7 separate regions of the Mus musculus genome follow, and regions 2, 3, 4, 5, 6 and 7 are each linked to region 1. The links are chromatin contacts, called in public HiChIP or PLAC-seq and promoter capture Hi-C maps. All regions are on one chromosome and are shown on one strand. The core of a region is the stretch at or near the end of the contact, and the rest is flanking DNA. Distances in the headings are between cores, read along the strand shown. Region 1 holds the start of Colca2 (COLCA2 homolog). Region 2 has its middle 10 kb from the start of Mir6244. Region 3 holds the start of Rdx (radixin). Region 4 holds the start of Il18 (interleukin 18). Region 5 has its middle 32 kb from the start of Fdx1. Region 6 holds the start of Fdx1 (ferredoxin 1). Region 7 holds the start of Timm8b (translocase of inner mitochondrial membrane 8B).

Region 1 (3,942 bases), core at 824-3,323:
ATTCTGCAAATGGGGACAACTAATTTATCTAGCTGTGTGTATCAAATCATAGCAAATGTGCTTCAACTCTAAGTTCTGAGAGAAAGGTGTAATACACATTAGTGCAAACGGCCCATCCACCCTTGGTTGGAATTTACTTTAGTGATCTGTTGAGCACTCTCTGTGGAGAATGCCCCTAAACACTTATTTAGCCTTTATACAACTCTTCTTAGCTTTCAACAGAACAATTAGGGGAACAGACAAAGAAGCCTCTAGTAAGTCAATGTATCGGAGGACACGTGCCACAGAGTCACTGAGAACTAAGCCCAAGTCCTCTGGCTCAGAAACCTATCTCACCATCACTCCATAATTTCTCCCTCCTGTTGCTTGAGGTGCCAAAGTTCCATTCATGAAGTCCAACATGGAACTTGCACAGGATCACATGCTGACCAGACCAGTGAAGTCATAGATGACTGGAATCCTGTCTGATCCTCCCTCCACACCTACACCTACCCACAAGCACTAACAGTGTCACGTGTAGAAGGCTCTTCAAATTGAACTCTCTCTCGGTGGACAAGCACGCCTAGTTTACATGGTTCTGCAGCTGCCCCAAGCACTTGGGTTATAAATGTGAGGTGTCAGAGTGTCTTATGACTACCCAGATCAGTTCTGTCATAGTTCTGTGTATTCCAGAGAGAGAGGCCTTTTCTTCCAGAGACTTCCAGTGACTGCTGGTTTTTCATATACATGACCTCAGAGCCTAAATTACAGAGAAACTAGGTGGGTTTCTGGGAGATAATTTTTTTTCAATGAGTTTGTTGGGGCTGTATCTATACTCTCTTAACACTATAAAAACATATTTAACCTGTTGGCTGCCTCTCTTCCTTGCAGAGGACCAAGAAGCCTTCCCCACTCAGCTATGAGCAGTGAGAGGTGAGCCTCCCACAGTCCTGAGCCCTACACCATGTCCCACAGGTTTTGGTGGCTGCCTATGGTGACCTGGGAAGTTGGGGACAGATGTAAGAATCCCTGAACAGGGCTGTGCTTATGGGTGGCCTCTGCATCTTCCCTGACACAGGGCTGAACGAAGCCTTCGATGGACTGGGAGGGACAGAGACGGAGAGGGTGGTGCTTACGTTTGCCCCTGAGGTGGCCTGGTGTGCCCTTCTTTGCTGCAGAAGCTCTTTCACGGTCATCTTCACACGGACGCCTTGATACACCTTAGGTTTTTCTGGGGAGAGGCAACAGGGTTAGTGGTCAGTTTCAAAGCTTGGGTGTCAAGGGGATACAGTGAGGGTTCCCTTGGTAAGGCTAGGATACCCAAGGCCAAGTTTCTACCTTTGCAGAACACACGAAGAGAATGAAAAAAGAAAAAGAAAAGAAAAAAAAAGAAGAAGAAGAAAAAGAAAGAAAAGATAACGTTAAAAAATACCCACATTTCTCAAACTAGAAAAGGTTAAGCACAGGCAGGTGCTTCAGGGTCCTAGTGGGAACAGTATCTGTGGGCATCTATGAAATTATTCATCCCTAGCTGGGCCCCATCCTCAGGACAGTACCAGCTGTTCTGCTCTGGAATGTGGAGGGAGGTCAAACAAGCCTGCTATTTTGGCTACGATATTAAATCTGGGGTTCCGGCTCAGCTTGTGGATCTGGGGTGCTCTCTGTTTCCAACTGATCTCGCGGACCTCACCATAATGTGAACAACAGCCCCTCTCCCCATGCCCCCCGCCCCACTGTATTCCTCTATCAATCCAGGCATGGCTTCTGGGGAAGTACAACCTTTATTTGTGGTGCCCTTGGTCTGGAAGCAAGCCCTGAAACAAGCGACAAGCTACAGGGGTCGGGGCAGTCAGTCTGTCCTGGCCCTGTTAAGGACTTACTGCACTGACCCCAGAAAAGGAGCCAAGATCGGGAAATAGTCTCCTGTCGGTCCTTTCTCTTTTTCAAAAATGTCTTTTCTTCCTCACCCCCTTCCTCCCTCTAGTCTCCGACTCTGTCGCTCTCTTCATCTCTTCCCACCCCCTCCCTTTCCGGTGCAGGCTTTTGGAGAACTGAGCTGTGGAGAGTTCTCCAGCAAGAGCTGCAGCTCTGGAGTAATGGCATCCCGAGGCTCCCTAGGACCGCGCAGTCGCCTAGAGGCAGCCCTCCGGAAGGGGCCGCCCCTGAGCCGGCAGAGCTGGGCCGGGAGACCTGGGAGAGCCCAAGTAGCCGGCTGTGCTAGGCGGGGGTCGGCTGGGAGGGACCGGTGACCGCCTGGGGTCCCGGCAGAGCGCAGTGAGTAGGTCTGACTGGTTGTTAGGCCAGGCTAGACCCGGCAGAGGCACTTTCCGAATAGAGTTTGACTTAGAAGCCCAGTGTGACTCCCACCCGACCTTGACCCTGGAGAGAGCGCTTATTAGAATCACGGGGAGGGGCGGAGCACAGTGGCCCCTGGCCTAGGCGTTTGGAGACAGTGCCAGGCCACCAGCGCCTCGCCTGGTTAGTGTAGGGACCGCGGCTGGACAGCAGGGAGACCCCCACCCACGAGCCAGATCCTGAAAGTTAGGATCCCTAAGGAAAGTTAGTGCGCTGTTCTTCCCGGTCCTGGGCATCGGTTTGTCTTGCTGCAGTGCCAGGACGCGCCCACTCCGCTCCAGTCTCCTTTCCTCCCATCCCCACTGTCTGGGTCGGCTCTGGGATCTGCAGGCAGCGCGGGCGCGCCTCGGGGTCCACGCGGGACCAGCCCCAGCCCAGTTCCCTGCCGGGTGCGTCCTGCTCCAGTCCAGGGCTCACCGTGAGCCTCTAGCTCCCCCGCGCCGCCGCTTCTGGGCTCACAAGGTCGGCGCCTCCAAATTCCCAGGACTCCAAGGTGGAAAAGTGAAAGGGCAGGCAGGGGCGTGGGGGACTCGATTGTCCGGAGTGGCCTTATGGGTCTCTGGGCCTCTGCTCTGGGGGGCAGTCACCCAGAGGGACCCGACACAGCGGGATCGCGTCCTCTCTGGATCCATGCCCGGCCCTGACTATTATTCCCTGACTTTGTGCCTCTCTGTTATACGCAGGAAAAGCAGAGGAAATACACTCGGATCCAAGTGCCCCTGGCCCTCATGACCCGACCCCTGGAAAAGCATCTGAGTTACCCGACATCCTGGTCAGCAGGAGCTGGGCTGGAGACTGGATGCTGCAGCTTCAGAGACTCAGCACCTAGGAAGGCTCCTGTGCAGGGAGAAAGGCAGAGATGCGACATTTTTAAAGTTTCACAAAACACGAGGCAGCACCCAGGTCCCTGGATCAGGAGACACACAGAATTAATGTTTTATACCTTCGGGTATAGGTTTGAGTTTTTTCCCCCTCATGCCAAGTATTTAAAACCTCTAGAAACCCATGATTTGACAATCAATGATTGCGCGATACTTTCAATTTGAATATTCAAAGGCTTAACAAAATGGACTATCTTCTGCAGAAATCCTGCACACAGGCACCTCACAGAGAGTCCAGAGAAACAGAGAGGGAGATCCCTTTGGGTCCTGACCCTTGCTTTTCTCCTATTTTAAACATTTTGTCCACCTGCCCACAGGCAGAGCAGGTGTCCTCAAAGATGCTCTATGTTAGTGCCTCAAAGGCTGCCCTGAAGTCCCCACTGACCTAGGCTGTTCCCTGTGGACCACCTGAACCAGGTTGGACAGCCACATTGAATCTCTCTTGTCCACTCTCCATTTTAAGGGGAAATGGCAGGTTTTGGGGAATGAACATGGCAGACAGAGGGTGTGGCACAGCAAAGAGCCACTTTGGGCCCAGGCTGCAGGTCAGAGGACGGCAGAGGCCAAAACTTTGTGCTTTGTATCCCTCTGGCCCTGCCTGGCCACAAGGCTTGCCTGTCCAGTCTGCATCCTCCCTCCTGCTAGGTCACAGACACTGGGCTTCCAGCAAGCAGTCCTTAAACATCAGCGCTCTTTGCTCTTTGGAGCTGTAGACCAGCACAGCTTC
Region 2 (3,942 bases), core at 834-3,333, 830 kb after region 1:
GGGATGTGAGGCGGCATTAGTAATTCATGCAGTGGCACCCGGCCTGGCTGAGGGAGGTTTGAATGTACGAGGACTGAAGCATTGGGTGACAGTTTGCAATGTGACTCAGCAGTCTGACATTAGGGTGACTGTTCAGGTAGCTGAGTCACATTGCAAACTGTCACCTTAGGAAAGTGTTGTGCCTGCAAAGAATGTGTCAGGTACTTGCCAGGCACAGAGGTAAACTTTAAAGAGTTTTCATAAAAATACATACAAGCTCTGTCACAATAGATGTTTTTTTCATTGATCAGAGAGGTTTTCAGGGTATGAGAGCTATACAGAGGGCACATGATCAGACAGCCCTTTATCAACAGCACTGTTTATCTACTATCGAGGAGTGTTTATTCACACTGTCCTCTCTTGCACTTAAAGACCTTTGATATCAGCATTTTTTATAACTTAAAAGATAATCATGTGCTTTGCTGTAGTGGTGATAGCTTATCGAATTTCTCAGTAGGCCTCTCCTTGGCCACACACAGAAATTGGCAAACAACTAGATTGGAACATACTGTGGTGAGGGAGGGTTTGGGAGTACTGGGAAGGCCACTTTTTGTGTATATAAATAAATAAATAAATAAATAAGGACCAGAAGCCCGTCGGACTCATTAGGCTGTGAGCTACTGACCACGGCCATGCTGTATCAACGCCACTCTTAATTCCATTTCTTAGCAGACCCTCCAGAGACTCCAGTCTTCTGCTCAAGAGAGAGCCTGCCAGCCACAACCAATGCTGCTTTTCTGGACAGATCCTTCCTGGCTGGGGCTAGTGACTGACACAGGCAGAAGCCACTGGAAACGATATGCTGCGGTAGGGGATGGGTAGTGCTTTGGGAGACTGCCTGGAAGCAGAGGCTGAGGAGGCTTAACGATTTCCTCAGCAGGTGAGAAGCCTGGAGCTGCAGTGTGTGATCTGCTGTAAATTAGTGGGGATCGGGGCTTGAACCTTGAAGCAGTTGCTCCAGCCAGGGACCTTACTCTTCTGCTGTAGACTAGGGTGTTTGAAATGAAGGAATGAACCATATACCTCCATTTCTACACCTAATTTCTGTTTGTAATATGTCTTGGAAAAGGGAAAGAAGTCACCGGCTTTTACTATTAAACAGAAGGTGACTGGACAGCACAGATAGGCCACCGAGGCAGGAGGATTAAGAGTGTTGTGTTCAGTGCTCACCAAGCCCAGCACCCTACACAGAGGCATAACACAGCAGGCCCTCTGCCCACGCTGCTTTTATGACTCTTCTCATATCACTGGACAGATGGACTGGAAGTTGATGGCTCAGAACCCCAAAGCCCACAGTGTTGCCATGGGAGAGAGAGAAGACAACATCTTCCAGGTGCCAACATCCTCACATGCTCCCTGAAGGAACACATGGCTAGGGAGGTTTCCCTCCTCCCCAGAGAACCCGTACATAAGATGAGCACTCTGGCCCTGGCTCAAGATGCATTCTGCATTCCTTCCCGGGAAGATGCAGGCGTTGACTGCAGAGTTTGTGGACAACACTGTTTCTCATGTTTTCTTTTGGGGGAGCTGGCTGTCTGCAGAAAGTCTAGTTTCCCCCACTTGGAGGGGGGGGGTCTGCCTTTTTGGAATTCAGTGGTAGACAGGAGGTTGAGCTACCCCAGCTAGATCTGCATTCTCCAGCAAGGAGCTTCTGCCAGGTGCACTGTAATTCTCACCCCCACCTATGCAATCTCCTGCTTCGTTGCTCTTGTCCTGTGTCTCTCATTTAATGTACATCTGACTCACCTGGAAGGTTTGCTAAGAAACTTGCTGGAATCCTTTCTCGGACTTTGTGGTAGAGCAGACAGACCACAGCCCTGCCTCAAGCATCTCCATTGCTATCACATTCCTGGGTGAGACCAAGGCTCCTTCCCTAGGAACCACACTCGAGACCTAGAAGCACTTGTTTGGAGGGACGAGTTGTATTTATTGTTCTCCTCAGACATTGCAAGAACCAAATGTTCTCCAGGCTGAGTCAGCAGGGTGGCATTTGCTAAACAGGGGCCAGTGAACATTCCTTGGCCAGCATGAGTAATTCTTACAAATCAATATCCTCTTCTGGCCTTGGCTTTGGCCTTGGGGACAAACAAGTGGTTCTGCATTACACTCACTTCAGACTGGGCAGAACACAAGATGAATGGATGCCGGCTGCACGTCTACCCGTAAATGGTGATTTAAGGACAGAATCCCATTTTCTCTCAATAAAGCCATAGACAGAGAGAGCCCAGTGCACAGATAAACAAGCGCATAGCCAGGCTTTTTAGCGAGGGTAGGAGTGAGTTGTATGATCCAGCTTTTCACTGAATTATAAGTCAAACATCCACAGATCAGGGGACAGCATGACACTTCCTCACCATGGGAATGCATCTGACGGATCAGCTGGAGAGGGGACACTGACAGAGGCACTTCCCAGACCCTGAGCTGTCCCTGAAATGGGTCTCATCCCCATAGAGTTCACCTACTTGAGTTCATACAACGAGTTAATCTGCATATACTCTTCATTGCCTGACTTCACTCCACCAACACAAGAATTCCTTCAAATGCCTTTCGCCCCTTTGGCTTTTGTGACAACCGTATCAAGTGTTTCTCCAGCCTTTACCAACCACCAAGGCTGCTAGATGCCAAGCCAGTGAAGCCTTCTAATGTCCCAGCCCAGCATGGCTTCCTAGCCAAGCCTCTGTAGGAATCCTCCATTTTCTCGTCTTCCTGCAGTCTGGTCCACCCCAGTGGAGATGTCTTCCTTACCACCCTTCCCATTTGTATTACACAAAGGCTCCATATGTTGCCTTCAATAGTCTACCTATAGCCTCAGATATCCTCCTTCTTGGGTGCGCTGAGGGTCATGAGTTTCCATTGAGACTGAACATGGAGACTATCTGGTGAGGTCCTGTGCTGGTTAGTTTTGTCAACTTGACACAAGATAATCACCTGAGAGGGAGAAGCCTCAACTGAGAAAATCCCCCCTCATAAGATCTGGCTGTAGTTAAGTCTTTAGGGCATTTTCTTAATTAGTGATTGATGTGGGAGGACCTACCCCATTGTGAGTGCTGTCACTCTAGGGCTCTAAGCTCTGGGTTCTATTAAGTAGGCTGAGAAAGCCATGTGGAGCAAGCCAGTAAGCAGCACCCCTCCATGGCCTCTGCATCAGCTCCTGCCTCCTGCCTAGTTTGAGTTCCTGCCCTGACTTCCTTCAGTGATGGTTCATGTTGTGAAAGTGTAAGCCAAATAAACCCTTTTCCTCCACAACTTGCTCCTGGTGTTTCATCACAGCAATAGAAACTCTAAGAGGGCAGTAGTCTGTCTCTTGTATTAGACTATAGGATATGGGTACTTGAGGAAGTTTGACGTATGAATCTGATCATCCAAAAATCCTGGCTATGTGGTCCTGCTGAGGGCTGGGGTGCCCATCGTACCACCAGTGAAGAGACAGAAGGGGATTTGGCTGCGTGAGGAAGGATGGAGTGCAGGCTCACTTCCTAAGTCTTCTGGTCCTAGGGTAACTGAAACAACCCTCTAAGGATGGTGCCCTGTGCATGAAGTCCTACCCTTTAAAGGTCACATTACCTTCAGATTGTTGGGGACTAAGGTTTTATCACCAGAAACTCACCATAACCAAACCACAACATGAGCATCTGACTGTCCTGATATCTCGACTTAGCTCTTGAGGGCCAGGGGCTAGCCTACCTGCATCCCTGTAGTGGACGTGCCTGTGTTCATACCTCTAGTAACATGGGCACCAGGGGACATATCTTGATCAAGACTGTTAAGATCCTTGGTTGTTAGGATTGGGTGGAACTGACATGCAGGAACAAAACCAGGAGTGCCACAAACCATTGCCCGGTGTGTAAGGGACTTTAAATAGCCTTAAATATCCACTCATGGCTGTCAGCTATTCCTTCCCTT
Region 3 (3,942 bases), core at 826-3,325, 770 kb after region 1:
GCAATATCTCATTTTACATTTTTCTTTAGAGACAGGGTATCAGTATATAGCTCTGGATATCCTGGAACTCACTCTGTAGACCAGGCTAGCCTTGAACTCTGCTTCTACATCCCAAGTGTTTGCATTAAAGATGTGTGCCACTAAACCTGACTATGATTTTAAAACATCTTATATGCTATTTAAAAATATATCTTGACATCTATTGAATAATATCAGGTATCTTTCAAGAACAAGACTGTTTTAGGAAGTACGTATGGTTCTTTCCTCCCCTGAAGCTGAACTGTTTGGGATTAGGCTTTGGGTAGTGGAAGAGCATTTAGGTGCTCAGCAAGGAAATTCAGTTCTCAGCACCAGGAGGCACACATACCAACACCACAGCATTGAAGGCTTTGGGATATTTTGATTGAATATTCAATACTTCATTTAAAAGTGCTAATATCTGATGTGAAGATCAAAATAAAGCAACGGTATGTGTGTTTCCTCTTTGATTTTGTATCTAATAGGTATTACTGTGATGGAGTTTTTAGTCTATTCCAGAGTATTTTCTTCAGATGTGTTCTGAGCTGTGGACCCTCTGAACGACTGACTCTCCCACCAAACTGCTTTTTAAATATTTGTCTCTGTTTCCATTTTCCCATCCACAATGTTTGAGAGTACCCTTTTTATCTTAGCAGCTTGAATACTATCTTTTACTTAAATATTTACGAATATGATGGCAACTGAAATGCTACAACTTGGGTTGCATCTGCTACTGCAGGACATAGGATAAGATCAGAGCTCTTAGATTCAGACTTTTGAGTCAAACATGCCTTTGGGGTTGGCCATGGCTCTGCCATTTCCTAGCCAGGTTATACTGACAACTAACTTTTTTGAAGCTCCCCTTTATTCATTAGCTTCTTTTAATGCCAATAATAGCTTTTACCTTGAGCCCAGGGTTGTTGTAATCATTAAACAAGGCAGTCATGTGAAAGCACTTCACTGTTCTGAACATAAGACCACGAATGAATGCTTCGTTTTCAGTTGCAAAGTGTACCACCGACTTCCGACTTTAGTTTGATTAGTGTACTACTTGGGACTCCCATGACATTTTTACTGTCCCTATCTTTGTTGCACCCGTGGGGAGAGGGTCCACAAGTATTCAGTTGGTGGTCTCAGAGAACCACCTAAACCTGTTTTGGCTACAAAGCACACAGCTGGTTCCCATCCTTGAGGAATTTGCAATCTAAAGACTTCTGAGATTAACCTGGAGTCTCTGGGGGCTTTTTAATTGTTTAGTGAGGTCTCTTGAGGGTGAAGGTGGTAGCTCACTGAGGAGGAAGCTCAGAGAAAGGATCTGCAGAGTCCCTGGAAGAGCTACTGTCTCAGGAAAGGCAAGTCTAAGGCTTCCCTAAAGATGGCGTATTTGTCCTGTAAGAATTACGTACATTCGCGTTATATTTGTATTGACAGTTCGTTTACGAAAGAGGTATTGAGTAAACGGAACGCGGTAGGCAGGTAAGGATTGAACCATTGCTGTGTGTACAAGTGGCACCAAGTGTTACTCTAAATCCCAGCAGAAAGTACTGAGGGCAGGCAGCACCGAGGTAACCCCACCAGAACGCAGCCTCGGTCTCTCTCTCTAGCGAGTGGATACAGTGAGACTATGGTCAGACTGGTAACTTTTTCCAAGTCTAGAATAATTTAGGTTTGGCTGCTCTTTGGGCCCTACTTCCAACTTTTTTTTTCCTTTCTCAGCCTACTCCTTCTAACCGCCAAGGAAGGAGTATCCCTGCTAACAACAAGAACAAAAAACCTGATCGCATTATAGGGTCATACCCACTGGCGTTTTGAGGGAAGTTAAAAACACTGCAAAATTTAAAACCAACCAGCCTTTCTAGCTGGTTAAAAACCTGCACACATTAATGTTCTTTTTGTTGTAAACACTGGGCCCACTTCCCTCTCCTAGCCCGGGATCCTGCAGCCTAGCACCGAACTGCACCCTGGAGCGGCTGCCGAGGGGATCCCCCCTCCTCCCGGGAACAGCTCCACCTCGGGGGCGCTGGAAACGCCCTCCGTGAGTTCCCTGGCACCAGCGGGAGTTTCAAGTTTCCACTCGCGGGGCGGGGGCAGGCGGCGGGCGCGCGGCGAGCTTCGGGCCGCGCGGCTCCGCTTCGTTCACTGCGGGCTTCGGACTCGGGCTGGCCCGCGGCGTCCTCGTCCCGCGGGGAAAGCTTCGCGAAGGCCCCGCAGCGCGTATTCTCCCCCCAACCCCCGGCTGAGGCCCACTCGATTCCGCCCGGGGCGGCCGGGAGACACGCTCGCGGGGTTGGCGCTCGAGCCCCGGCCTCGCCCCGCCACTGGCGGCCCGCGGGAGGAGGGGGCGCAGGGCGGCCCCGCCTTCCCCCCCGAGGAGGCGCCGGGCGGCCATATTGCCGAGCTGTCTGCGGCGGCTGCGGCGCGTCTTCTCTCAGGCGGCTCAGGGCTCGCACCGCCGACTCTCCGCTCGTTCGCCGCCAGCCACGACGCCCCCGCCGAGCCGCGCCTCAGCCAGCCGGCGGCGGGCAGGGAAGGAGCCACTCATTTTCGGGGTAAGCCCTGCTCGGCGCGCTCCCCCGTCCCAGGCCCCGGGGGCCGCTCTCCCCGCCGAGGCGCTGAGGTGGCGGCCAGAAGTTGCCGGGCTGTGGCGCCGCGGCCCGGGGCCTGGCGCGCCTCACAGACGGACTCGCGCCTGGCCGCCCTAGAGGCGCCGTGGTCGTTAACGGCTGAGCCACGCCACTTACCCGGAGTCTCCCGCCGCGCCGTCCGCCGTCGGCCTGGCCGCCCCGTGCGTCGGGCGGTGCGGGTTCCCGCCGCCGTGGACTGGGCCCGGGGCTCGGGTCGGCGCGCCCTCGGGGGCCGCATGGAGCGTAGGTCGCACGCTCTCTCGCAACCCGGGGACGGGGACCGCGAGGCTAGAACTTCTCCCCCGGCCTCCCGTTTGAAAGTCGGGGTGTTGGATTACTAGAGAGCGTGCGGACGCGCGAGCCGCGGAAAGGCCGTCGCGTTGCCGGGTCCCGCCGCGCAAGCCCGCGAGGCCAGGCCCGGGCTCCCGGCCGCCCTTACCTGGGGCTGCAGTCACGGCCCGCGCCCTCCGGGCCCCCCGGCTTGCCCGCACCGCGGAGTCGCCTGGCGCACAGTGAGCAGACCCCACCAGGAAACTCAGCTTTTCTGCCTTTCGGGGCTCCCAAACTCCCATCGCCCAGCCAAGTTTGAAAGGGAGTAGTGCGTTATTTCAGTTGAATAGTCCGTTCCTACACAGATGTTTCTGTAAACGTTGCCAGGATTCTGGGTGGTTTTGTTTTTTTTTCCTCCCTCCCCAGAAGAGTGGTTATTCATTGGAAATGTGTTTTAAGAGGTCAAGTTTATAATTTTTTTTTTTAAAGTACAGTTGAGATTTTGTAAAAAGAGGTGTGAGGGAGATGCCCGGTTGGCTGTGCGGAGGCACCAAGATTTGCATGATGTAAATGTAAAAGCCGAAGATAACAAGGGTTTATGTGATAAAAGAATACTTGGACACTGCAATCTATTGTTGACCGAGCATCTTTTTTTTTTTAATAGAATACTTATAAGACTGTGACGAAGCACAGAATAAACAATTGCCTTGTTCATTTTGCTGCATAAATAATGGCTTAATCTGCTTGCCAAAACTGCCCCATCAGATCTGAAAAGAGAGCCTAATGTTTAGGATTGCGGGCTTTTTTTTAATCTTTAGAATTCTGTCACTTGCACCAGTGTGTACTTTATCTTTCATAATAATAATTTCTTCAAATATGACAAAATGCAGACTCCTTTTCAGATTGTCAGTATGCTGTGAAAAGAACCACAGTGGCTTTCATTGCATAGATCCCTTTGAAAACTGTATTTTGGAACATTACTCGGGTAGTCATTAGGAAGTCTTTAGCTTGTCTGCGTGAGGAGGAGTTG
Region 4 (3,942 bases), core at 1,015-3,514, 720 kb before region 1:
CTCAGTCCTGTCTAAAGATTATTTGCAACAGACGCACAATCCATTACTCTCTGGCACAGGAGCTGAAATCCGAATTCCTAGACTCCCAGACTCTACTCGATTCCTAATATATAGACTATTCCTAATAGTCTCTGGGGTGAAACAAGCAGGAAGTAAAAGGCAGGAATGATAGGTAGTATTAGCGGTCTTAAGAAAATGCTTTGAAGAAAAGCAAAGAGAAATCTAGACATTCCTTGCTCTTCTTTGGTAAACAGTGGTGAGTTTATCTTCTTCTCCCTTTAGATTAAGACTCCCTGATAAAATGTAGATTCCCTATTATACATAGAGTGAAATTGAACAGTCCAACTAGATACGCATGAATTATAAATACTTTATGTTTTATGTCTTTGCACCATGTGTATGCCTGGTACCCTCAGAGGTCAGAAGTGGGTGTTGGATTCCAGGGGACTGCCATTAAAGATGGTTGTAAGCCACCATGTGCATGCTGGGAATGAAACCCAAATCATTTAGAACAGCAGCCAGCGTCCTTAACCACTGAGCCATCTCTGTGGCGTCTTCATGTTAGATTATATTTACATATCTGTCTGCTCTATGCTCCATGTTACTGATCCTATTATACTCCTCAAACTTTTTGTATGGAGTACTTGATATGGCTGCCACCACCTGCTTACGCCTGTTTCCATTCTTGGCTTGGGAGATGAGCTATTCTAACATTTAACTGCTCTTTTAACTTTGCTGCTGTTTAACTATTCTGCTTCCCGTCAGCTTCCTTCTTCATTAGCTGGTAACTTTAGGCAAACATCTTAACCCTGCCAAACCTCAAGTTTTATCGAAAATAAAATAAGGGTTAAGAGAGGTTAATGACTCCTACTCAGACCTCCCATCATAATGAAATGCAATGATACTTAGCAAATGTTAATCTCCTCTACTGACCTCTTATCACCAAGGAAATGTCAAAGTATAACCTTGGACCTTTACCCTTTAATTTCAACGTTGGCCCTTAGTAATCTCATCTTGATTCGTAAGTTCTCCAGTTATGTCTTCGACCCGACTCTCAACTCTTTATCTCCTCTTCTGAATCAGCTCTTCCACCAGCAAACATCTCGCTTCAGTCTCTCTGTGGGCACTGAATTCATTTTGCTCACTCTCCTTACAGCACAGTTCTTCTGACCCCAGTGGCACAGGCCAGTAGGGGAAATTTGAAAAAAAGATGACTCTGTGGCTTACATATAAATTCCCCAGGCTCAAAATTCTGCACGGGTAACTCTGTCTTCATCAGTCTCTCTCCTGGGACTACAGATTTTTTCCTATCCGAAGCCCATCTTCCTCAGCCCTGGTACCTCAACTTCTCCTTCCTATGTGTCACTTCCTGCTGCCTAACTCAGGCCCTTGACTCTTTCTTGGCAGCCTCTCAGTTGAAGTCTGGAAAGAGAAACTTAGTGAGATGAGTTCCTGGAGCCACTGGACCATCTTAAGGGTTAGAGACCTCAGACAATTGCCTCCAGCTCTCATCAGGTCTAGAGATTCTAATTTATCTGGATGAGCGGGGAAGATGCTTTTCCACCAGTGCAATAATGTGAATATTAAATCTCCTACATGTAAATCTGGCTGCATCATTCATTCCTCCATGTGAATTCCATCCATTCAATCACAAATCACTTGTAATTGTTGAAACTACCTGAGCAGGCGAGGCACTTAAAGACCTCGTATGGCCCTCAGCCCACCCTAGCTGTTCACTCCAGCCTAGCTGGATTGCTCCCTAGTCTCATGACCATTCTATTCTCTTCACTTAGGATATTTCTCATCTCCTTCAGATGAAACTTGCATATGCAACTCAACCTTCAAGTTCCAATTTCTGGGTCACCTGCTTCTTAAGCACCGAATTCCCATTTCCTCGCTACAACTTCGGAGAGCTTTCTGGTGGCCCTTATCTTGCTGTCCTGTGTGATAAAAGGCCAGTGCACTTTACAACCTCTCCTGGCAGTATTCTTTGAATACAAAGTCTAGCTATACCTCCCCACTCCTAGCACCTAGCATGCTGCCTTACATACAATACAGCATACTATATAAGTTACTATGGTTAAATAACTTTATAATTAACTGTGCATATTGTTGCCATTTCTGGCAGTTCTATAATTAACCAATCACTGAAAATAAATCCTTGAAGTAGTAACTATAATAGAAAGCTACAGAACAAAAACCACAGGGTTTGAGACAGTTCCCCAGAATGCAAATAGGAGAACCAAACATTTGCATCCGAATACAAAGCAGTGGTTTTCAGCTGGGAAAACTCAGGATAGAGAAAAACCCTTTGAGGCATCCAGGACAAATCAGATCTCTGGGCTGAATCCTGCCCCAGTGCGTCACATTAGCTGACTGAACACTGGCTGTTCCCACAACGATGAGTACACCAATCCTGTGGTTGGTAAAACAAGCTTGCTTTCACTTCTCCCCTGTGGTGTGCTGCCTGCATCACACAAAGAGGCTTTGGAAGCCTGCTATAATCCTCAGGCCCCGGGCGCAGCAGTCCAACTGCAGACTGGTAAGTGGCCCAGGAAAGGAACGGGTAGAGGGGAGTCCCCTACCTGGGCGATGGTACACTGCCACAGGAAGAACCCTGCGGTGTCAAGAAGGCTGCTGAGGAAACGCAGAAACAGTTGAGAAATAGTATTTAACTCAGTTCTTAACTCAGGTCTTGAGATTTCTGAATCTGCAGCCACTGGCCTGATTAAGTAAATAATGAGCCTGGGTTGTCCCTGGCTCTGAGATCAAATGGGACTGGAGGGGAGGGAAAAGGAGAGGCGGGGCTCAAAACACTAACTTAGTCTCAGTTCTATGGCAAGTGTCCTAACCAACTCTAACCTTTGACATTAAAATTGGACCAATAATAGCCTCCCTCCTTAACCATTCCTTATTGGAATTTGCCCCCACCTGCCGCTAAGTCCATGGAACCAGATTCAGGGGTTCATTGTACAACTTCTCTCCTCTGAAATGATTCAGACAGAATGAAGTTTCAATTTAGACTGGCAGGCAATAGCTCACCCTTTTCCCTTTCCTCTCATCCCTTTTCTTTTACATTCATTAGGTGTTTGGGGTGGGAGGGGCGTTGTTTTTGGTTTAGTTTGCGTTGAGCTGGGTTTTCAAGACAGGGTCTTTCTGTATAGTCCTGGCTGTCTAGGAGCTCACTCTGTAGACCAGGCTGATCTCGAACTCACAGAGATCCACATGCCTCTGCCTCCTGAGTGCTGAAATTAAAGGTGATATTCATTAGTTTTATGAAAAGCATTCTCTCACAATAAAGCACAGACAGGAGACCATAAATACATATCACAGTACATAATTTTATTATTTTAACAAGTATCTTTGAGAACCTAAATAACAAACACTGCTTGGAAGCAAAAATAACAAAAAATGAGATTCAGCACCCCATTATTTTGTTATTGTTTTTTCTTTTCTTTTAATTCTAGCAATCTATGCAGAGCAGCTGGAATTCTCTGAGAGCTTAAGGACAGCCTGGCCTACAGAGTGAGTTCTAGGCCATCCAGGGTTTCATAGGTCCTGCCTCAAACAAACATGTAACTTGATGGAATGAAAATTTACAAGTTTACAAGCATCCAGGTAAAAAGATACTGCCTAATTTAAAAATACAAATTCCTTGTGGTGCCCTATTCTTATATTAGAAAATATACACAGAAAAGACCAATTGTCTATATGATAAAAAGTGGAGATAGATTTTTTTGGAGCCAACTAATGTTATATATTTCATAGACCATTTTTAATAAAATCATAAATGTGCTTTATTTGAATAGAGGAGGAATTTTTCATCTAAGAGATCCTCTGGACCAGCATTTCTCAAACCTGTGGGTCATGACCCGTTTGGGGTCAGACAACCCTTTCACAGGAGTCTCCTAAGACCATCAGAAAACACCGATATTTACATCC
Region 5 (3,942 bases), core at 493-2,992, 720 kb after region 1:
ACCGTAGGGGCCAGCAGAGGGCATCAGATCCCTTGGGACTGGAGTTATAGACTTGTGAGCTGCCACTTGGGTGCTGGGACTCAAATGCAGGTCTTCTGGGAGAGCAGCCAGTGTTTTTAGCTGCTGAACTGTCTCTAGAGCCCCTGTTCTGTAATTATGTACAGATGTCAATAATGAATGTTGACCTGTAACAAGGCCCTTTCTACATGATTGGGTCAGTGTTAAAGAATAATTTTAAATAATCAAAATTTGTCCTGTATGCTGAGTACTATGATTATGGTCATTTTAAGGCTCAGAAAACTGAGGTTTAGAAACTGTAAATATTTGTTCAAGGTTCATGAGTGACAGAGCCCTGATTGTTTTTTAACTAGGAATTGAACCTAAGCTTTCCCACATGCAGGCTACCGCTGAGCTAGCTCCTCAGCCAGATCTGATCTTGCTTTACTCATCTGAGTGCATGGTTCATTTCGTGGTTAGGGTTCTGTTTTGTGCAATCAGACATTTTGTATTCTTTTTGTCTTAAGTACTTCTTTAAATACTCTTTTAAAGATGGGGATCTCAAGTAGAGGACTCTAAATTATAAGGGCTTGGGGTGTGGCTCAGAGACAAAGTTTAGTAATAGAAAAATACTGGATTCAACCCCAAGAACCAAGGAGAAAAGGAGAAGAAATGCCATTTATGTGTTTGGGATTGAGAGTTCATTGGTACTTCTTAGAGAACTGTACAGAAGACAGAGCCTCAGCAAGTGTCTACTCATACCTAGCTGTAGAATTGGGGTGTCACGCCTAATTTTGGGGAAAGGGGCAGAGAACACACTAGTAGCCACAAACAGATAATTCTATAAGGTAATCTTAATGTCACTTTAAATTCTTTATTTTAAACTTTTCTCTTCTGTCTATCTATCAATCTATCTACCTATCATTTGCTTGTTTGGTTGGTTGGTTTTTCAGTTTTTCAAGATAGGGTTTCTCTGTACAGCCCTGGCTGTCCTAGAACTCCCTCTGTAGCATACTGGCCTTGAACTCAGAGATCCATCTGCCTCTCTGCCTCTCTGCCTCTCTGCCTCTCTGCCTCTCTGCCTCTCTGCCTCTCTGCCTCTCTGCCTCTGCCTCTGCCTCTGCCTCCGCCTCCTGAGTGCTCTGATTAAAGCCTTGTGCCACTACCACCCATCAACATTATTTTTTAATAATTATTAACAGAGTAAAACATAATCAAGCATGAAATCCAGAAATTTGCTGATAACTTATGGAAGACTAACTTCTTCAAAAGGATTGTCTGGATGAGTAATTTTCTTTACGTTGTAAATGTACGTGGAAGTGTAGATTCATATATATGCCTACACACAGTGTCACCACCTACATGTGGAGATCACAGGACAACTCAAACTCAGCTGGTCAGGCTTGGCGGCAAGCACCTTTACCCACTGAGCCATCTCACTGGCCCAACAGATATTTTTAAACAAAACGAAATGATAATACCAATCATGGAGAGAGTGTGGTATCAGCAAAGAAGGAGCTTTGAGAACTTCCTGAAAAAATTCAAAGTGGGTGGACAGGAGAGATGGGTGGGTGAGCAAGCACAGAAGGAGCTGCAGGCCAGGGCACAGGAATGAGCTCTGGGCCTTCCCTGGGGACCCCGGACAGGCTCTGCATTCTGTCAACAATGCTGTGATGGGCTGTGGGGCAATTATCAGTGGCCTCATTACTGAGCTGGATTCTGTGCCTTGGGACATCTGGGCCCCTTTCCCAAGACCTGTGTAAACATAGTGTGGCAGATGAGACTTTGCCCTCAGGATAAGAGCCAGGGTACTGCCTTTTAGAAAGCAAGCAGTCAGCTCAGAGGTTATTTCAAGGGTCTTGTGATCTACTAGAAGACAGGAAGAAACTCCCAAATCTCTATGATAAGCTCAGACAACAGTCAAACAAGCTGAACCTGCCTCTCCACCTCCTCCACAGCTGCCTCAGGCGCTTGCCTGCTCTGCTGCTCTTTCTTAATTGACAGTTGACAATTGTACACATTTATTGGGTGCAGTGTGGTGATTCTGCACATGTACAAAGTGCAATAATTTCTATATCTTTATCATTTCATTTGACGTCTTCAAATCTTTCCTGTATCTCTTGCTAAGATGCATAACAGGACTGGGGAGGTGCCCCAGGCAGTAAAGTTTTTGCTGTAAAGCATGAGGACGTGAGTTCCAATCTCCAGCACCCGTGTACACAGCTAAGGGTGGCGCACACACCTGTAGTCTCAGCACTCTGAGGTGGAGACAGAAAGATTCCTGGGGCTGGCTGGCTAGCCAGTGAGAGGTCTCTTCCCAAAGAAAAAGAATAATGGGGGGGGGCATATTTTGGTATATATGGCAGGCTGTTAGAAATTAAGACTACAGTCTGTGCAACTATGTGACTACTTTGACACATGCTGTCCTTACCCTGCCCTTCCTGGTTGCTATATTCTCTGCCCTTCATTGAAATGACTTTTGTGTCCACTAGAAGTCCTTTAGCGACATCATACAGTATATAAGTCCCACCAACTTGGATAGGATTTCTGTTGATAATTCTATTTAAGGAGAAAAACAGAGCTAAATAATTGGAGAAGAATCCACAAAACTATTTCTATCAAATTGTCTGCTTAATTTCAATTCATTCACAGGAACAAACAAGGAACACCAGACTTATGAGGAAAAAAAAAAAAACCAACAGCACAGAAGTAAAATACAGCAACCTGACCTGCAGGAATGAGATAATTCAAGCAAGAAAGAAAATTATGTTTTTCAAAACCAATCAACTCACAAATGATAATCACATTCCCAGTAAATATATTATTAGCTCATTAAAGACATTAATGTTGAAGTCAATACTAGAAAAATGCTAATTAGGACCAGAGGGGGACTGTTGCAGGAAATATTAAAAAGAACCAACAAGTTTCTGTGCTCCATCCAGCTACTCTCTGCCTGCCAACTCTCTGGCGGGGCCAGATCTCCGGAGTTGTTCTGAGTTCCATTTGCTGCCACGTCAGCCCCATGCAACGACTGTCCACCCCACAGTCAGCCATCACAACACCCAGAAACCTGGTCGAAACAAACCTCTAGAAGCTTATAATTAACAAGTCAGATTTATTTACCAATAAATTCTCAATTCACAAGGTGCCCACCTTGATTAGACAAGTTATCCCAACTATTCTAACCCTGTCTGATATTCATAACTACCTGTGTCTATTTAAAACCATGCGGGATCAGGATTTTCTTCCTGTCCATCCACCTCCATCTTGGCTTCTCCTCCTCCCTCCTCTGAGTTGCTCTCTGTCCCTTCAACTCTTCACTCTGCCTTCCTTTTCCCAGTCCAATCACAGCCCTCCTGTTGAACTAATATTTTAATGTAATTGGACAGGGAAAATCCTGTCACATATAATCCTTTTTGTTTAATTAAATAAAAAAAGCTTTCTCTCAAAATATAAATTGAGCACAACTATTACCATTTTGTAATTTATAAGACAGATCTAACACTCAGTCCATCATTTTTGTCATTAAAATAGAACAATGTCATCTGTGCTAACTAAAAGACTTATAATTCTACACCTGACTATATCCTGGCTTTTGATTGTATGCCATCTAAAAACTATCTTCTCAAATCTGTTCTCTCAATGTAAATAGCCTGGGTTGGCAATGAGACTATAAATAGTCTTTTAACCCCATCAGAAATCTGAGAATGACCAACATTAACTGAAAATAAATAGGAAGCCTAATACAGCTTCCAGAACTGAGACAAATTGTAGAGACAGCTGTCTACTTATGCAGCCCCAGTAAGTCAGGAAGTTGGAGCATGTCTTCAGCCTTCAGCCCAGGATCATCTGACAGACCTTATAGAAACAGGAATATCAAGGACTAGCCTATTCTGTCTCAGCAGAACTAAGCTGCCCTAACCTGTAAATTGTGTCCTTTCAAGA
Region 6 (3,942 bases), core at 885-3,384, 690 kb after region 1:
GTCTAGGTCTGGTTTTGCCAGCTGCTTAATATGGAAAACGCCCACTAACCTACCTATATACTTCTTGGGATTGTCTTAAAAGCACAGTGAAAGAAAGCCCTTTGTGATCAAATTGCTACAAAATATCAGAGTACTTGGGAACAAAAGCTTTCAATACTCACTTACTGAGAACTTACATAAATGTGGAATTTAAAACTCAGTTCCTAGAATTGCTGTCCAAATACAAGTGTGTACTTAACAGGAATGTCCTGCACTGGCAAAGCCAAGCACAACAGGCACTCCCCATGCACTAAGTACTTGAAATGACTGTAAGCCCGAAGCTTAAATACTTTTTAGCTTCACTTGTCTTAATGTTCAATAACCACATATGCCTGGGAGCTGCTGTGTTAACAGCAAAGGTCTGGATAATACGAGCTGGAAAACTTATTTAAGCTCTGTCAAGAAGCAAAGAATCCAAAACCTAATGACAAAATCGTGGGAACCAGTTTGCAAACGCATGTGTGTTCCCTTAAATAGTAGTCACACTGATTATGTACAATGTATGTCACAGCTTAAATCCAGAAAGCACCTGCCACAGAAATTAAGGCATCCATGGGTGAATGGTTGGAGGGGCCAGGAGAACTAGGACTGAATGGTCCTAACAATTTCCCTCTCACGTCATGCAAAATATCTGTATGTACAAATGTATTTGTATGCACAAATGTATGTACACACATTCTTGTTCCTGCTATAAATATAAGTTTTCTGAAGAAGCCGTATCTGCGTTGACTATTTTGCAGACTGATACACCAGGCACAAACATTTGTGTTGTGAAGAGGTGATTGCCACAGATCTAGAGACAGCCAAAGTTACCTTGAGTGAAGGCCTTTAATGGCCACGTATCACCAGACACTATTTCTGAGCTTCATGTTTACCAGGTAAAGACGTTTGGAACATATTATTCGGCTTCCGATCCAAATGCTATCTATGTAAGTTAGCTTTATATAATCCTGTGATCCACTTGGTGTCCCAGCAATATATTTGGCAAGTACATTGATTTGTGACTTTCTTTGGGACTGTGACTACAAAAGTTGAGCTAAGTTCTTCCACCGAGTAACATACAATCCAGGGAAACCTTAATCTGTGTTTCCAGACCAAAACCACTCTTGTTTCACTTTGAAGAAACTTTCATCTTCCCTTTGAAGTAACAGATGTGTTTTGCATTGACATTGACATTATATGATTCTCACCTTGTCCCTACACTTAGAAACCTGTAAGTAAATCTCGTCTTTAGTAAATCTAAGGGGACCGTGCTTTTGAGAACAAATATACCCAGTATCTCCACCCATGGTGGTGGTGGTGGGAATCTCTCATCTCTCTCTCTCTCTCTCAACATTCACCACAGAATTCTCTACACTATGACCCCCAGAACTGTTGCTAAGAGGCAGCTGCCTACTGAGCCCTCACTTTCAATCAGGTGCACGAGCAATGTTACCTTCACGGGGTCGTTTATCCCTTAAATCATCCTATAAGGGCTACACTGTTACCCTGGGTCAACAGGGCGGGTGTAAACCCTACCCTACCTGAAGTCAGCACAAAGGGCCAACACAAAGCAACCCCAATGGCGAAGTCGACAAGGACAACCCACCGAGGAAGCCCCAAAGCCAGCGCCCCACACCGCCCGAGCCAGGCCCAGAAGACTAGGGTCACGGGAAGAGCTCTCCGGCGCGGGGCCAGCAACCGAGAGGCGAGGCGGAAGGGAGTCGCGGGCGGAAACGCAGGCCGCGGGATGAGGGACCCATCGCCGCTGCCGCCGCGCCTCACCTGCTCCGCGCGCGCGCAGACACGCTCAGCGGCCGGCCGGGCCCGGCCTCTGCATGCAGGCGGGGACTCGGGGTCCACGGAGAGATGGCAGTTCCCGCTCCGGTCCCGCAGACCAGCAGCCGACAGCGGTCAAGGCCGCGGAAAGGGACGGAGGCGCAGGCCGCGCGCAGGAGTCGGGCGCCCGGAGCGGCCGCCATAACCCTGTCGGAAGGTTCCGGGTCCCGCGGAGTCCTGCGCAGTGCTGAGGGTCGGGTAGGTCCCGCGTGTCCGGCTGCGAGAGGGCTACACTCCCGCGAGCGCCCTGCGTGTCCTATAACCCGCGGCTGCGCCCCGCCTCGCCGCTGCCACGCCTTCGCGGGGCGGGGCCGAGCACTGTTCCAGGGATCTGGTTAAGAGTTCACCTTGAACTTTTTCTGCAGTCAGCTCTGCGCTCTGGAGCAATTACTCATCAAGGACTGACCAAAAAGCCACCAGATTAACTTTTGCCTTTTGCCATAGACCCTCAAAAACAAAGCAAATTATCACAGTTTCCAACACTTTAGAATACAAGTTACAGCAAAAGGGACCTAGGTTTTTCCTACACAGGACAGCAGAGAGTTATACAAAGTTTTAAAATGCCAATAGGCATTTTTATGAAGAGAGACATGCATAGGTAAAAGCATAAACTATCTCATAATCAATAATTTGCTATTTAGGGCTGCTGAAGAAAGCAGGTAATAACGGTCAGCCTGAACTGACAAACTGAATATATAAAATCCTGAGAAGTTAACAGGAAACTTTTCTTAAATGAGTAACTATTCAACAGACTTCAAAACTAGAAAGCCGACTTTTAAAACGCGCACGTTGTCATTGCTAGTACATTTTTGAAAGAGTTTTTGTGGTCAGATACGCAACCTCCAAACCTAAGTCCTATGTTGATCAGAGACCTTGGATAAATTACTCTTGGAGGATAAGAGTTTCCATGACTGCGGATAAGCTCACACTCAGGGCCACTCTGGAGGTTAGGTGAATTAGGGCAAGGAACTGCGTCACAGACCATGAGCAATACATACATCATCTTGAGCATTCCTGATAAGGTGCTGAAGGACAGAAGCACATGTTGCAAGCGAACTGAAGACAGTAAAAGACTACTTAAATATTCAAGCTGAGGCTGGAGACGTAGCTAGGGGTAAAGAATGTGTGTTGCCCTTGCAGAGAGCCTGGGTTCAAGACTCAGAAACCATAGAGCTGCTCACAACTCTCTGTAACTCCAGTTCCGGGGGATCCAAAACTTTCTCCTGGCCCCTCGGACACCAGGCATGCACATGGTACACATTAGATATAGATTCAGGCAGACACATACATTTGGGAGGAGAAAGGGTATTCTCAAGAGGCTGAGCACACGGCTCACCAGTTAGAGTACTTCTTGAGCTTGCACAGGATCTTATTTGGTTTCTCAGCACCCACTGCAGTTGGCTCCCAACTTAAAACTGTAACTCCAAGTTTCACAGTAATCCTCTGCCCTCGGGCCTCCACAGGCACCCACTGACATGTGGCATACACGTACCTACACACACATATTTTTAAATAAAAATATTTAAAAAGTAATACTTAAGAGGTGCAAAACTGGTCAGGTGTTAAGGACATTTGCCGCTCGTCCAGAGGAGCAGAATTCCGTTTTTAGCACCCATAGTCAGGTAGCTCATGCATGCCCAGAACATGCTCATTCTGACCCCATGAATACACATGCACACCTCAAGAAAATAAATACTTTTAAAATGAATATTTAAAGAGATAGTCTACCTGTATAAAGTCTCTCTAGAGGACATATGGATATTGAACCTGCAGGGTGTAGACATGATTACCTTAGTCTTTGGGCTAACATCATGTTTAAAACTCGGGTTAGAAAGGGGTGAAGAAATCCTGATGAGAAGGCTTTTGTTGTTTTTCAGTCCTAAACCCAAAACCTAAAACTTCATCAGATGATTCAACCATAGGAGAACTGGGCAAGGCATGCATTCCATCTCAGTCCTCCTGTAGAAGAACAAGCTTTGCTTGGCAGGGTGTGTATAAGGTAGTTGAGTAGTTTTATCTTAATAGTCCAATATATCAAGGCTTTAACTAGGCATTTAGAATAAGCTGGTGTTCCCAGGTAACTCA
Region 7 (3,942 bases), core at 410-2,909, 670 kb before region 1:
CCCTCCCATTTCCAGCACCAAGCACTAGAATCACCAGCCTGTGAAAGCAGGCCTGAGCTCGTTCTAGTCTTGCTTCTGTTAAGTGTGGCCTAAGCCATCTGCCACTTCCCAACTGTTCAGCTGTGGAACTGTTTTTCATACACCTCATGTCTGTTCCAACTAGTCATGATCGAATAACTCCACGCAGCTAATTCAAGTAATAACCAATAGCCAGCCAGGTAGTTCCCTCTATAAATCACCAAATCCTACTGACACAGCTCCTTAACACTTCCTGAGACTGCCTTCTTCTCCCTTTCCCTTCCAAGCTCAGGACTTCACCTGCCTGGCTGCCGCAGCGTGCTTATCTCATCTATCTCATCTCCATGACTTGGGTCGGAACCTCCTCTATCTCCACCAAGGTCATCCATCTACTACACTGTTACTAACCTAAGTCTAGGCTGAGGCTGAGGCTTGTATAGTCTGGCAACAGGGCACACGCTCAGCAAGCATGAGATGCTGGGCTCAAAAGGGAAAGATTGTGAGGGCAGGTGGTGCACCCCAGCTACTCTGGAGGCTGAGACAGGACAAGTTCCAGGGCAGCCTAAGCAACAACAGTAACAGCAAAAATAAACCAAGATTGTAAACCTATCAAACCTTTCGATCTTACTCCCAACCTGGGCAACAGAGAGACTGTATTTTCAAAAGAGAATAAAGTAAGTCCTGTGGCTTAGTTCCATTTTGCCTTTCTAGATTACACTTTGACTTTCACAGATATTACTGTATTTGTTCCATTTTATCGCACCCTGTGCATCTTTATAGCCCCTCACTTTGGTTTTTGCTGCTCTCGGTTACTATAGGATGTAATTCCCTGCAGAGCCAAGGCAGGTTAGTCCTTTCAAAGCAAGTACCCCAAACGTTCTCTGCACTCAATAATGTCTACATAACACAACAGGTTTTGCTTTACTTTGCCTGTAGCCCCCACACAAGAAGTTCTTCGAGGGTTGAAACTGTTTAATTCGTGTTTATATACTAGCCTCTTAGGCGCCTGGTATAGGTAAAATGCCTGGTTAAAATGATTATCGAAGCCCTGAGTGAGGGTGCACGGTTTTTATGGCAGCCCTCGGGAGCAGTCACGGGGCTCCCGGCAAGCTCTAGGTTAGTCTTGTCTACATGGCTAGATCGAGGAAGACAGCACTACACAGCAAGCCACTCAGAACAAATTATCAAACGGACTCCTTCCATCCACACTCAAATAGGAGTTTGTTTTCATATTAGCCCGGGGTCACAACCACAGTGCAGAAGCGGAAAGTACGAGCTGGGGACACCAGCCAGCACGTAAACACTTGGGCCTTTAGGCTATAGCGGTCAACGTTGCGTCCGCATAGGTGGTGCCTCGAGGGCACAAGAGCAAGTTCCCTCCTCTCAAGACGTCCCACCACCCAGCGGGCGAGCTCTAACTCCTTCCTCTCCCCTGCTTCAGCCTGCAGCAAGAACCTTTGATGGCCAAGACACCTCACCTCGAGCTCCTTGGCCACTGCAGAGAACGCCCAGCTTTAAGAGAACCGCCATGTCGCTTTCGAGGGCTCAAGGTCACTCTACAACCCGGAAACAGTTATGTAGTAAGTCCCGCCCCGCGTAAAAGAACGGTGAGGCAACCTGAAGCGTGAACCGGAAGGCAGGAGACGGTGCGCTGCCACCGCGCGTGCGCACCCCAGCGAAGCGCCTGACTCCGACAATGGCCGAGCTTGGTGAAGCGGACGAAGCGGAGTTACAACGCCTGGTGGCCGCCGAACAGCAGAAGGCGCAATTCACTGCGCAGGTACGAGGATGAGGAAGGAACAGGGGAAGGAGGGTGAGGCGCAGATCCCGGGCACTCACGGAGCTCTGGACACTGCGGCACAGCGGCCCCACTCGATCCGGGCTGCGCCTCCCGCCCCAGTGATCTACAGTGCTCAGTGCCCGGGAGGCAAGCGCTGCGTGGGAGGAAAGGGTTCGAAAACAGCGGAAAGGTTTGGGCCACAGGAGCATGCGGTTATTAGCTGGTCGCTGGTCGGGAATGGCACTCGGAATCTCTGGGTTCCGACCTTGGAGCACAGGTGCCTGGAGACAAGACACCCGTCCTCACCATGAGATCTGGGTTCGTTGTTGCCCGCTGCCTCTGCATTGGATAATGTGATGATGTATTTGTAAATGGTGATCATTATTAGAGAAAGATGAGCCCTGCAGCTATCAGTGTTGACTCATTTGGTGTGGGACAGCGTATTTCCTACTAGGGTTTTAACCGTTCAATCAAGATAACCTTGGAAGTACTGATAGCTATCAAGAACCGACAGGTTAATGTCCTGACTTCCTCTGATTTAATAGTACTGCTAGTTGCTTTGAGAATTGTGAAAGTATGAATCGTTGGTTTGAAGACAGGGTTTCTCTGTTAGCCTGGCTGTCTTGCAACTCCCTCTGTAGACCAGGCTGGCCTTAACTCTGAGATCCACCTGCCTCTGACTCCCAAGTGCTGGGATTAAAGACCTGCCCCATCATCTCTCTGCAAAAGAATGAGTTCTAATGAGAATTTACTGATCTGGGGCTGTTACTGGTGACAAAGTAAAGAAAGAGTAGTCCTGAAGTGATCCTACAATATGCTATTAAATATCACAGAATGATGAACTAAGATATCTCATACCCTAATGACTAAAAAAGGTTTTTCTCTGCCCTTAGGTGCATCACTTCATGGAACTATGTTGGGATAAGTGTGTGGAGAAGCCAGGAAGTCGGCTAGACTCCCGCACTGAAAACTGCCTCTCTAGCTGTGTGGATCGCTTCATTGACACTACTCTTGCCATCACCGGTCGGTTTGCCCAGATCGTACAGAAAGGAGGGCAGTAGGCCATACCTTAGAATGACAGAAGACCAAAAGACTTGTTACCAAGCAGATTGAATGGCCAGTGGTGAAAGACCTGCCAACCTGTCAGGTTAGCGTCAGGCAGTTACAAAGTCTGTTGGTGTTAAAAAGTAACAGAGCAAATGTTCAAAAGTGAAATTTTATTTATGGGAATTCAGTAATTCCAACTTGTATCACACCAGTTAATAAATGTGAAGTCTCCAATTCTTGTTCTTCTAAATCCCAATTTAGGATTCAACATAATCATCTCTCAGGAACACTAATACATGTTCCAGAGCTGATCGTGGAAATGGGAGAGACAGGTTTTCAAAAGTAGTCCTAAACCACTGTTAAGGGGATTAGAGGAACCATCAAAGCCTTAGCCTAAGGCATGGATTAGAACAGAAACAATTTTATTGCTTATGTGACCAAGAAAAGATAGAACAGTGCGGGGTGGTGGGGCAGGGGTGTTAAATCAGGCAAAATGTGCTTTCCCTGGAGAAAAGATATGTCTGTTGTATGGGAGGAAGGTAAGGTCAAAACTCAAACTTGGAAGTGCCTTATTCTGCAGGACAATCTTCCCGAGTCTGTGCTTAGAATCAGTACATTTGTAGCACAAAACTGCATTAAGAATGCATGCCCAAAACTACTTCCAACAAAGATATCACTTGCTTCTAGAAGGTTATGAGGTAGTAACTAGACTCTCCCTCCACTAGACCCAAGGAAAAGAATATATCATGGAATATTGGCATTTGAGTACTAAAATCATTAGTGTTTCAGTACCCCAAAAGGCTCATGGAATATTGGCATTTGAGTACTAAAATCATTAGTGTTTCAGTACCCCAAAAGGCGGCACCTGCTCATAATCAAGGGATAGGGCACATCTGGCCAACCATATATTTTAAGAACAAGCATTTTATTAGAAATATGTTCCATAAAGAGCACAAATTTAGTTATTACTATAAAATGCCACTTCATGGGATGTCAGCATTATCATATTCTATTGCTGGTGTATGTCATGCTAACCATGAAGTATCTTTGTATTACACATGCAAAGAGTAAGGCCAGGGAGGTTAACCTGCTCTAGA

What was found. Promoter capture Hi-C pulls out the DNA fragments that hold promoters and counts their contacts. HiChIP or PLAC-seq counts read pairs in DNA pulled down with a chosen protein or histone mark.
Region 2: an HNF4G HiChIP or PLAC-seq map of pancreatic cancer cells shows a contact between it and region 1. The contact joins the enhancer-like site here to the promoter of Colca2 in region 1. A contact is called at or near these places in 5 of 39 promoter capture datasets (the 3T3-L1 cell line, cranial neural crest, hippocampal neurons and 2 more) and 2 of 115 datasets of contacts at active chromatin or transcription factors (embryonic stem cells and pancreatic cancer cells).
Region 3: a contact with region 1 is called in a promoter capture Hi-C map of hippocampal neurons, with 4 times the contacts expected there. The contact joins the promoter of Rdx here to the promoter of Colca2 in region 1. A contact is called at or near these places in 16 of 39 promoter capture datasets (the 3T3-L1 cell line, 3T3-L1-derived adipocytes, the C10 cell line and 10 more), 1 of 484 Hi-C or Micro-C datasets (embryonic stem cells), 4 of 115 datasets of contacts at active chromatin or transcription factors (the 230-238 cell line, embryonic stem cells, pancreatic cancer cells and 1 more) and 1 of 9 other capture datasets (adipose tissue).
Region 4: a contact with region 1 is called in a promoter capture Hi-C map of pre-B cells, with 2.8 times the contacts expected there. The contact joins the promoter of Il18 here to the promoter of Colca2 in region 1.
Region 5: a promoter capture Hi-C map of liver shows a contact between it and region 1, with 2.8 times the contacts expected there. The contact joins the enhancer-like site here to the promoter of Colca2 in region 1. A contact is called at or near these places in 4 of 39 promoter capture datasets (the 3T3-L1 cell line, embryonic stem cells, hippocampal neurons and 1 more) and 1 of 115 datasets of contacts at active chromatin or transcription factors (embryonic limb bud).
Region 6: a contact with region 1 is called in an H3K4me3 HiChIP or PLAC-seq map of embryonic forebrain, with 5 times the contacts expected there. The contact joins the promoter of Fdx1 here to the promoter of Colca2 in region 1. A contact is called at or near these places in 15 of 39 promoter capture datasets (the 3T3-L1 cell line, 3T3-L1-derived adipocytes, the HPC-7 cell line and 9 more), 1 of 15 datasets of contacts at CTCF or cohesin (the NIH/3T3 cell line), 1 of 484 Hi-C or Micro-C datasets (cortical neurons), 9 of 115 datasets of contacts at active chromatin or transcription factors (the SCID.adh cell line, astrocytes, embryonic forebrain and 5 more) and 2 of 9 other capture datasets (adipose tissue and embryonic stem cells).
Region 7: an H3K4me3 HiChIP or PLAC-seq map of bone marrow-derived macrophages shows a contact between it and region 1, with 3 times the contacts expected there. The contact joins the promoter of Timm8b here to the promoter of Colca2 in region 1. A contact is called at or near these places in 1 of 39 promoter capture datasets (pre-B cells), 3 of 115 datasets of contacts at active chromatin or transcription factors (the 230-238 cell line, bone marrow-derived macrophages and pancreatic cancer cells) and 2 of 9 other capture datasets (adipose tissue and pancreatic islet).

Annotation. Positions count from the first base shown.
Region 1 is chr9:51,276,481-51,280,422 of GRCm38.p6, forward strand. It overlaps Colca2 (COLCA2 homolog), which reads right to left and starts at 2,074. Exons shown (of 5, transcript NM_001195681.1): 1 at 1,860-2,074; 2 at 1,116-1,210. The coding sequence starts at 1,175. It overlaps Gm32819 (a long non-coding RNA gene), which reads left to right. Exons shown (of 9, transcript XR_003948163.1): 2 at 1-759; 3 at 871-912; 4 at 1,058-3,942.
Region 2 is chr9:52,103,613-52,107,554 of GRCm38.p6, forward strand. No RefSeq gene overlaps it. Among named protein-coding and RNA genes, the nearest start is that of Mir6244, 10 kb to the right of the region's middle. Within about 2 kb of position 2,084, at least 43 of the 459 cell types and tissues checked have an H3K27ac peak or open chromatin away from gene starts, as enhancers often do. A contact at or near this core is called in liver and pancreatic cancer cells, where this site is marked.
Region 3 is chr9:52,045,866-52,049,807 of GRCm38.p6, forward strand. It overlaps Rdx (radixin), which reads left to right and starts at 2,076. Exons shown (of 14, transcript NM_009041.3): 1 at 2,076-2,567. It also overlaps the pseudogene Gm6981.
Region 4 is chr9:50,552,436-50,556,377 of GRCm38.p6, forward strand. Il18 (interleukin 18) reads left to right here and starts at 2,265. Exons shown (of 7, transcript NM_001357221.1): 1 at 2,265-2,542. Bco2 (beta-carotene oxygenase 2) reads right to left here and starts at 2,703. Exons shown (of 12, transcript NM_133217.3): 1 at 2,586-2,703.
Region 5 is chr9:51,993,694-51,997,635 of GRCm38.p6, forward strand. No RefSeq gene overlaps it. Among named protein-coding and RNA genes, the nearest start is that of Fdx1, 32 kb to the left of the region's middle. Within about 2 kb of position 1,743, at least 29 of the 459 cell types and tissues checked have an H3K27ac peak or open chromatin away from gene starts, as enhancers often do. A contact at or near this core is called in liver, where this site is marked.
Region 6 is chr9:51,961,468-51,965,409 of GRCm38.p6, forward strand. It overlaps Fdx1 (ferredoxin 1), which reads right to left and starts at 2,135. Exons shown (of 4, transcript NM_007996.2): 1 at 1,804-2,135. The coding sequence starts at 2,000.
Region 7 is chr9:50,602,242-50,606,183 of GRCm38.p6, forward strand. It overlaps Timm8b (translocase of inner mitochondrial membrane 8B), which reads left to right and starts at 1,660. Exons shown (of 2, transcript NM_013897.2): 1 at 1,660-1,798; 2 at 2,692-3,079. The coding sequence starts at 1,715. The coding sequence ends at 2,859. Sdhd (succinate dehydrogenase complex, subunit D, integral membrane protein) reads right to left here and starts at 1,608. Exons shown (of 4, transcript NM_025848.3): 1 at 1,497-1,608. The coding sequence starts at 1,548. It overlaps Nkapd1 (NKAP domain containing 1), which reads right to left. Exons shown (of 6, transcript NM_212449.2): 6 at 2,999-3,942.